2 separate regions of the Macaca mulatta genome follow, and region 2 is linked to region 1. A link is a contact called in public Hi-C data. All regions are on one chromosome and are shown on one strand. Each heading gives the region's core, a stretch centred on a gene start, on an enhancer-like site or on the middle of the called end of the contact. The rest is flanking DNA. Distances are from core to core; before and after follow the strand shown.

Evidence for each region. A called contact is a pair of places that touch in the nucleus more often than the background predicts.
Region 2: a contact with region 1 is called in a Hi-C map of fetal cortex germinal zone, with 2.3 times the contacts expected there. The contact joins the promoter of RAB21 here to the promoter of THAP2 in region 1. A contact is called at or near these places in 4 of 14 Hi-C or Micro-C datasets (CD4 T cells, blood, fetal cortex germinal zone and 1 more).

What each region holds. Positions count from the first base shown.
Region 1 is chr11:78,792,751-78,797,703 of T2T-MMU8v2.0, reverse strand. It overlaps THAP2 (THAP domain containing 2), which reads right to left and starts at 2,144. Exons shown (of 3, transcript NM_001193501.2): 1 at 1,563-2,144. The coding sequence starts at 1,633. ZFC3H1 (zinc finger C3H1-type containing) reads left to right here and starts at 2,261. Exons shown (of 35, transcript XM_015152250.3): 1 at 2,261-3,107. The coding sequence starts at 2,510.
Region 2 is chr11:78,895,159-78,900,205 of T2T-MMU8v2.0, reverse strand. It overlaps RAB21 (RAB21, member RAS oncogene family), which reads right to left and starts at 1,840. Exons shown (of 7, transcript XM_001117520.5): 1 at 1,421-1,840. The coding sequence starts at 1,573.

The sequences.
Region 1 (4,953 bases), core at 895-3,394:
TCTGTCCCCTCCTCTCCAATTCTACTCTAATATCACCCTAGTCTAGAAAATTGGGTGGACTTTCCTTGTTTTATTTACTACAGCTTCCTAACTAGTTTTTCTCTGTCAGCTCACACCTTCTCTAATCCAATGCTGATTGTGCCAGCAACTGAGTACAGGGTTTAGTTTAGTTGACGTTGTAACAAGATTTCCCTGTGAAGGAAAAAATAGGTACATTAATATTCTGTAATAAGTTCCTTTCTCATCAAGTTCATTCCCGATGATGCTTGACCAGCACTTTCAGTAACACTACGATTCTCTACACTGCAACCAGAGGACTTTTTAATATGCAAATCTAATCGTGCCATTCTTTTTTTAAACCCTCCATGGCTTCTTAAGTACTCTTAGGATAAAACAGAAAATACTTAAGTAGCATACAGGACCAAATCTGTCATCCTTTGGTCTCATTTGAAATATCACATCCTTTGAGAAGTGTTCTTTGACTTTCCAAGACTAAGTCAGGTTTCTTCTGTGGCACTTAATTATAATGATTTATGTCTTTCTCCACCACTAAATTCTAAACTCCAGGAGGATTAGAATTTTCTGGATCCTTAGCACAATGTCAGGTAATTAGGAACTCCGTACATACTTGATGGATGAATGAACAAAGCACTACATATGCATGAACTAGTTTAAAAACAGAAACATCACAAGATTTTTTTTAAGTGGCAGCTTTTAATAAAAGTACAGTTCGTAATAGTGAGGTAGGGAAAAAGGTCAAGGATATAATTTCTACATACTAACATCACATACGTTGTTAGGTATATAAAATATATAAAATCAGGACCGGTGTCACTTAACTTTTTAATGTGTCTTTTCTTGAGGCACGTGGCAGGCACTTGCAGAGAAGGTAAACATTTACAGAGTACCTGTTATTTTCCAAGCATTGTTCAAAGTGCTTTCAAGAGTTCTGGTTTGACAGAACTAAAGAATTTTGATTTTTCTTCCAGCAAACAAAAGAAAACCTAGGTTCTTTTTATTACTCTGTTCTAGTAAGAACAGAAAGGTTATCTTTTGCACTTTAATTAACATCGCTTAATTCCATGGCTATCAAAGATGACTCAATTCCTCCGCAGAATTACTATGTGACTATTAGAAATCTAAATGCCTCCCAAGTCAATTCATCTAGTGAGAATTTCCTAATTTTAACGGGAACACAGCAGGCTTTTACGGTGATTGCTGATTGAATGGGAAGATCTCTTTCTCCCTTACGGCGTCATTCATGTCAAGACCCGGTCTAACAGAGGAATAAAAGAGTAGAAAATTACGATATCCTCCTGTTACTTTTTTACTAAGGGGTAATCACCAAACAGTACTTGGATTTCTTTTAGAAAATGAGTAAAGCTTCCCCGAAAGCAGGGAAAAATTGGGCAGATTTGAGAAAAACAAAGGACGTATGATGCTTCCCTGCTACCAGCTGGGAAAGTTATTAGAATTAGGAGAATCCTCCTGTTCCTTCCACACAAGCGATAGCCAGAATAGGAACTCCATTTTCCGTCACCCCCACTCCCTGCCCAGGTTACCTGTGGAAGCTGATGTTAATGTGCTTGTTGTAGGTAGTGGCACAGCCCGCCGCGGCGCAATTGGTCGGCATTTCCCTTTCCCACTCATTCAGCGCCCTTAAGTCTCTACTGAGGCGCTGGCTGCTAAGCTTCCTTCGGGCAGAGGCTGGACAATCGAGGCAGGCGTGCCTTAATCGTGAGAGCTTAGTCGTGAGAGCGGAGTGGGAAGAAGGGGTGTGTATATGGGGGCGGAGGCGAGGGAGGGTCAGCCTTCCCTTTCTCTTTATTAATATGGCGGACTAGAGCCCACAGAACTGGCCCTCCTGGAGCTCTAGTCGCCTTCGCTTGACTTCACCAACATGGCGGACACAACCCGTTCTTTCTCCCCGCCCCCAAAAGGGAGCGGATCTACTGCGTTTCTTCGGCAGCGGTCCTCACAGCAATTAAAAGGAAGTGTTTTCCCCTCCGATTACTATAAATTATAAGAGTTTTACAATAAAACTCTCTCAAGGATGCAACTAAGAGCAGCTCCACCTACTTCTGCATGCACCCAGCTGTACCAGGCCAGGTCCTGCAGTGGGTGTGACCCGTGGACCGGAAGAGTGAACCCGAAAAAAGAAGAAAGACTACAAATCCTAGTGAGTGTCGAGTGGTGTTATTATCGCGTGAACTGTGAGCCTTTGTTTCCTGCGTGTCGCAGGAAGTGACGTTTCGGGTACAGCCGCTACCAGAGTCCCTTTCTCGCGAGGCGGAAGAACCCCGATCGCTGAGGAGCAAGGGGGCGCTAGGAAAAGGAACTGGGTTGCGACGGTCCGGCGAGAGAGAGCTGGGGTGCGGGGAAGTTGGGGAACAGAGGCCGCTAGGTGTCCGAGCAGGGTAAGACCGCACCGACCCGGCGGAAACGAGGCAATTGTCGGGCGGATCCCCGGACGGAGAGCTAAGGTTGTGTGGAAGGCGCTGCTCCCCGGATGGCGACCGCAGATACTCCGGCCCCGGCCTCCAGTGGCCTCTCGCCGAAGGAAGAAGGGGAGCTGGAAGATGGGGAGATCAGTGACGACGATAATAACAGCCAGATACGGAGCCGGAGCAGCAGCAGCAGCAGTGGCGGCGGGTTGTTACCCTATCCGCGGCGAAGGCCTCCTCACTCGGCCCGGGGCGGTGGATCCGGCGGAGGCGGTGGCTCTTCCTCGTCATCGTCCTCTTCTCAGCAGCAGCTGAGGAATTTCTCACGCTCGCGGCACGCGTCTGAGCGGGGCCACCTCAGGGGACCCAGCAGCTACCGACCCAAAGAACCATTCCGGTCTCATCCGCCCTCTGTACGGATGCCTTCGAGTTCACTGTCCGAAAGCAGTCCCCGGCCGTCTTTCTGGGAGCGGAGCCACCTCGCCTTGGACCGTTTCCGCTTTCGAGGCAGGCCTTACCGGGGTGGGAGTCGCTGGAGTCGGGGGCGAGGAGTGGGTGAGCGAGGAGGCAAGCCGGGGTGCAGACCCCCTCTGGGAGGAGGAGCAGGATCCGGGTTCAGCAGCAGTCAGAGCTGGCGAGAGCCCTCTCCACCTCGGAAGAGCTGTATCCTTAACGTGGCGGTCGGCGCTGGGTGTGTCACTTACCAAAGTTCCCTTTAGCGTCATTACTAGGTCTGTGAGACGAGTGTAACTTTGAATCATCAGAACCGCTGATTTCTCCCTGTGTCAGTATACTTAAAGTAAGTTGTTCTTTGGTAATTCCCCGTGTGTCACACTATAGCGTTATTGTTAAGACTGCTTCATTGGATATATTAACGTGCTATGGACTGGGTTAAGCTAATGAAATCCAAGACAGTTAAGTCTGATTTGTAATAATACCTTAGAAGCCCGACTTTCATTAGCATTTGTATTTTTGCTGGGACAGAAACTTTGTATTTTATGTGAAGTTGACATATTGTTAGAGAAAAAAATATTCATAACCAGTTTGGGGAATACTGTTGCTTTATCATATTGCGGTTTGACATTGAAAATTGTAAAAGTTTCAGTCTGCGCAGTCCTGCACTATTTTTGTGATGCTGTTTTTATCTTGATTTATTCCGGTTGCTGCCTTTTAAATTGCGGGGGCGGGGGGGGGGAGGTTAAAAAAAACACTCTGGTGTCTTTAACAGGTCTGTTTCAGAGCTTTTTGATTCATTTGATCTTTTTGGAACGCTTTACCTCCTTTACGTTCGTTTGTATCTGTGTTCAGTTTTGCGCATTGTGTAACTCTTCGTGCTGACTAAATGAGGGCCAGAAAGAGAAAGATAAACTTATCAGCATTTTTATTTTAATACGTTAGAGTGGAGGAATGTGTATGCGAGGGTGGAGATTACGGATACTTTGAGAAAGGAAATAGTAACATACCAGATTTTTGCTACTTCTAACCTTATTCTCAGTTTTAAACATTACTGAGTTTACTCAGGATTTATACAGAGGAATCAGTCATCCGAAGGTTTCCTGTTTTATAATGGGTTTGTAAAACACTATCTTGACTCACACTGTGACCATTGCAAAAGTTTAAAGACTTTCATTACTGGTTGTAATTCCCATAGTGTGATTTTTAATTTCGTCATTATATATGAAACTTAAAAGTAATGACAGTTATTTGGAAGACAATCAGAATTACTTTTATAGAACACTTAGGTCCAGAATAGGTTTTTCTCAAATGTCATGATGTAAAAGGGGCAAGGAATGTACATTTAGGTAAGAAACAGCAGCTTCTGATGCTAGTCCCCTGAAAAACCTTACTTCTGCAACGAAAAGTTGGGTTAGGAACATTTTAGGATTGTTTCAGAGAAAATCATGTAGGCGCTGGGCGTGGTGGCTCACGCCTGTAATCCCAACATTTTGGGAGACCAAGGCGGCGGATCACTTGAGATCAGGAATTCGAGACCAGCCTGGCCAACATGGTGAAACCTTGTCTCTACTAAAAATAAAAAAGTTAGCCAGCGTGGCATTGGGCGCCTGTATTTCCAGCTACCCGGGAGGCTGAGGCAGGAGAATCGCTTGAGCTCGGGAGGCGGAGTTTTAGTGAGCAGAGATTGCACCTCTGCACTCCATCCTGCGCGGTAAAGCGAGACTCCGTTTCAAAAAAAGAAAAGAAAAGAAAATTATATAGATATTTAACTTTTTAAAAGCCAGCACATGGTTCTTCCAAGAAGGTTAGAAAACCTCTGTCTACGGTGTTTCTTAATCCATGGATTTGTAGTCTGTTTTCAATCCAAACACCAGAAAGGCTATTTGAGCATATGTGTGTGTATGATTTTAAAATTTTTTCAATTAAAAAAATTTTTATTAAATTTATTTAAAAAAATTTGGAGAGACGAGGTCTTGCTATGTTGCCCAGGCTGATCTTGAACTTGTAGCTTCAAGAGATCCTCCTTCCTCGGACTCCCAAAGTGCTGGGATTT
Region 2 (5,047 bases), core at 591-3,090, 100 kb before region 1:
TCCAAAACACAAGGCTCTCACTAACAGGACACTGAACAATAACAATTCATTATTAAAATTTTGTTAGTGCTCTGGTACAAGGATTTTTTTTTAATGCAGTTTCCTGGCACTCACTTTTTCAGAAATGCTTTACATACGAGTAAAAACAGAAGAGTAAAAATAGAACATGGAATCAGAGCCAGAGCGTCTTGTAAATTCTAGACTCAGTTTAATAATAGCATCAAACATCCAATGTCACAACAATTAGGATATTACGCATTCTATTAAGTAGTGTTGATGTTTTCACATACTACACATTTACTAATTAAGACCTATTGTGCAAGTTGGGGCAGTAAAGATAGACAACTTACACTGGACCAGGTCATCAGGGCTTTTTCTGTATATTTATCCTGACAACCCTATGAGCTAGATACTACCATTATGGCCATTTTAACAGAAGAAACAGGCACAGACAGGTTAAGTAACTTACCCAGTATGACACAGCTAGTTAAATGGATGGAGGTGAGACATGAACCTAGACAATCAGGCTCAAAAGTGCACTAGACTTTACTGCCTTTGGACAAATTGATAAGTCAAATTAGTAGGATAAATTTCTTTTAATACATGAAAACTGATTTCTCTGGGAGAGTGGGGTGAGTACAACTCCCTTAAAGGCCTGGCTTCACTCTCAATCAATGATAACATGTTAACACCTTTCCAATGTACCTGTAGAAGCCGGCCTTTTATTACAGGTAAAGAAAATTAGTAACAGCACCGGCTTTTAGTCTGGGGACCAATTGTTGGTCAGTATTCACTTGATGTTTCAGCGTGGGTCAATCGACCTCGCAGAATATGAGTGACCCACAAGTCAGACCCACGCAGGCTGCAATGAAACTGCGTAACACGCCTGGGCAAGCGGTCATTTCAAAAAACCTCCAGAGATGGCTCTTTTGCCATTCCTGTTACTCAGGACAAAATGGAACTTGCATAAACACTTAGTCATCAGTAAGCGCTGAAGTTACAAATCACCTAATTCACAAAATCGAATCCGCAGCTAAGTTCCTAATTATGAAAGAAAGAAAAGGAGCTAACATTTGAAGACTGCAACGCTGAAGACACCTGGGGCCCAGGAAGTGCAGTAAATGGGAAAAAAAAAAAAAAAAGCCCACAGACGGGGACCACAACGTGCGCAGCCACCACGGAGGACACTGGGGACTTTTCAGGGCCCTTCCACTTCCCTCCCAACCAGCCTGTCCTCGCGTCTACAGGCTGCCCCGACCTGGTGATTCCCCAGGGCGAATTGGGAAAGGTAAACCGAAGGCGGAGATGACAGGCCTGGGATTTACCAGCCTAGATCCAGGGGGCCGGGGCGGCAAAGTTTCCCCAGCCCCAGAGGGGTAGGGGCCCTGAGGCGCCCCCTCCCGCTCCCCGAGGTCCGCACCTGCAGAGTTGTGATGTGCTTGTCGTTAAACTTGTTCTCGCAGTAGCGCAGCACCAGCGACGTCTTCCCCACGCAGCCTTCCCCCAGCAGCACCACCTTGAACGAGTAGGCTCGGCCCGCCGCCGCCGCCCCGCTGCCGCCGGCCGCAGCCATCCCGTCGCTTCCCGGCCGCCCGAGCCCGAGTGTCGCGCCGGCCTCCCCACAGCCGCGGCAGCGCCTTTACAGCCACAGCCGGCTCAGCCCCCACCACCCCGGCTCCGCCGACCCGGGCGCTGTCCCTACTCCCTCCTCGGGCGAGGCCTGGAAGGGCTGAGGGAAAGTCCGAGGACGAAGGGCCCCAGCCCACCACGTCAGGCACCGGAGGAAAGGCGAAGAACGATCCCTCTCTGCCTCCCTCTAATGGCGTCTCCTTCCTCCTACGTCACACCTCGGGTCACGTGAGCGCCGCGGCCGGGGCGGCCCCTGCGACTAGCCCCAGAAGAACGTGCCTGGACGTGGGCGGGGCTTCTGGAGCATCTCCAGGGGTGGAGCTGGATGTGAGTCAAGCGCCTACTGGCAATCTAGGGCAGAGCCCCGCCGCTTGTGAGCCACCTCTGCTCTGCAGTTGGTGGGAGCCTGCGGGAATAAGGAACCAGGAATTTGAGGTGAGCCCACCTCTGGTGAAATGAAGTGCAGAACTTCATCGTTTTTGCCGAGGGGATGTTCAAAAGGCTAATGATCTCTTACACCAGAGGTCACTGTAAACCAAATCTGTCAAGGTGCCCTCGAATCTCTCTCTGTGGGATCCCGAATCATAGCGCTTCCCAGTTCCTCTGACCTCGTGGTCAACTACTCCATCATCTTTCAAGTCTCAGCTTAAACCGCATCTCTGACCACCCAATCCTTCCCCCATCCTTCCATTCCCCCACCCCACAAAATTAGGTATTTCCTAACACCAGTATGTCTCCTTTACCAGGGCTTTACACACTCCATGGAAATTATTTTATCGACTCTTATTAGGCTGTAGGTTTGTTGAGGGCGAGGTCTGTATAAGACCTGCCCACCTCTGAATTCCTAACCCCAAGGACTCTTCAGTTTTTCTGTCTTTCATGAAGCCTCTGACATTCCATGGTACTCCACCTTGAGGCGGCTTGTTTGATGATTGCTTGTTTTTTCTTATCTGCATCCCCATTCTTTTTTATTTGTTTTTATTTTTAATTTTGAGACGGAGTCTCGCTGTATCGCCCAGGCTGGAGTGCAGTGGCGTGATCTCGACTTACTGCAATCTCTGCCTCTTGGTTCAAGTGATTCTCCTGCCTCAGGCTCCCGAGTAGCTGGGACCATAGGCGCCCACCACCACGACCCGCTAATTTTTGTATTTTTCGTGGAGACGAGGTTTCACCATGTTGGCTAGGCTGGTCTTGAACTCCTGACCTCAGGTGATCCACCCACCTCAGCCTCCCAAAGTGCTGGGCTTACAGGTGTGAGCCACCATGCCTGGCCCTTTTATTTTTATTTTTTAAAAACAGGGTCTCACTATGTTGCCCAGGTTGGTCTTAAACTCCTGGGCTCCAGCTATCCTCCTCCCTATGCCTCTCAAAGTGCTGGGATTACTGGGCCACTATGCTCAGCTGGTACACCATTTCTATTTGTGGGACCTTGGAAATTTAATTCAAGTATTTTTTATTTTTTAAGAGACAGAGTCTCACTCCATGACCTAGCTGGAGTGCAGTGGCACAATCATAGCTCACTGCTGCCTCAACTTCTTAGGCGCAAGTGATTCACCAGCCTCCACCTCCTGAGTATCCAGGAATATGAGTGTGCACCACCATGCCCAGCTGTTTTTTTGTTGTTTTCTTTTTTTTTTTAACTAGAGATGGAGTCTTGCTACGTCACCCATGCTGGTCTTGAACTTGTGTCCTCAAGCAATCCTTCCACCTCATCCTCCCAAAGCATGGGATTATAGGTGCGAGCCACCACACCCAGCTGAATCCAAGTCTTAGTTTCCTCATTTGCCAAACTGTCAGGATACTACCTGCCTAGCCAACCTTATAGCACTACTTTGCTAATCACCCAGGCACCTATCCTAGACTTCAGGAGACAGGCAGAATTCTATAGTTGGGACTCTAAAAAGAAAGGGGACTGTTGATCTCGATTAATCTTTAAATTTTTTTTTTGTAGAGACGGTATCTTGCATGTCTTGCTATATTGCCCAGGCTGGTCTTGAACTTATGGACTCAAGCAATCCTCCAGCCTCAGCTTCCCAAAGTGCTGGAATTACAGGTATAAGTCACCATACTCAGCCAAAATAATTTTTGAAGTTAAAATAAGTTTTTACATTTAGCTTATGTTGACATTTAAGAAGGTAGTGCAAGTTTTCATGGGTTACAATAAGTAGGTTGGCATACTTTTGAGCACAGAGTGGGTAAATATAGATGTAAATTGTGATAGGCTGATAACGGCCCCGAAAGATATCAGCTCCTAGATCCTGGAGCCTGTAAATGTTGCCTTATTTAGGAAATGGGTCTTTTTGATTTAAGCTACGGATCTTGAGATGGGGAGATTATCTGGGTGGGCACTAACTGCAATTACAAGTATCCTTATAAGAGAGAGGCAGAAAGAGATGCTTCACACCCAGAAGAGGAGAAGGCAGTGTGACCATGGAGGCAGATTATGGAGCAATGTAGCCATAAGCAAAGGAATGCGTACAGCCACCAGAGCTGGAAAAGACAAGGAGGCCCTAGAGCCTCTGGAGGGAGTTCAGCCCTGCAGATATACTGATTTTAATCTAGTGAAACTAATTTTGACTCCTGACCTCCAGAACTAAAAGAGCATAAATGTGTGTTGTATTAAGCTACCAAGTTTGTGATCATTTGTTACAGCAGCCATAAGAAACATACTTAAGTATATTGTGAGAAAACAAGTAGCCCATAATAGTCCAAGCATTGAAAGAAATTCAGGCCAATTCTGGGATAGATTCTATGCTCCTAAGAATTTAGGTCAGTCTTAGAGTCAACTATGATTGGTCTGTATAAACTTAACAGGGACTGCCACAAAACAAACAAACAAACAAACAACTAGAACTCTAGTTCCTCCTTAGAGAAGAGCTGCAAAAATGTGAGGACACTTCAGTGAGTGCGTAACTCAAAATATATTCCTGACTGGTGAGGACTGAGGCATGATAGGGTGCAAATTCATGTAGCTCCTCTTCCCTCAACAAAAAAACAGGGATAATTATACAGGTGAAATCAAGTTAACAATGAACATGTAGCACAATATCAAATGGGGGAAAATTGTTGCACAGAGGTAAAATGCAGCTCTATTACTATAGGAGGGAAAGAACAATCTCACCAGTTTTGCGGTGTTATGAAGTTGAGTTTATGGACTACTTATAATGTGTATGAGATCTAGTTTTTGGAATGACTCTTCCTTTCTCCCCTCTTCTTGCACTACACTTGTGAATTAAGACCAATATCCTGGGCTGGGCGTGGTGGCTCATGCCTGTAATCTCAGCACTTTGGGAGGCTGAGGCAGGAGGATCGCTTGAAGCCAGGAGTTTGAGACCATCCTGGGCAACATAGCAAGATCCTGTCTCTACAATATATATTTTTTGAGACAGAGTCTCACTCTGTTGCCCAGGCTGGAGTG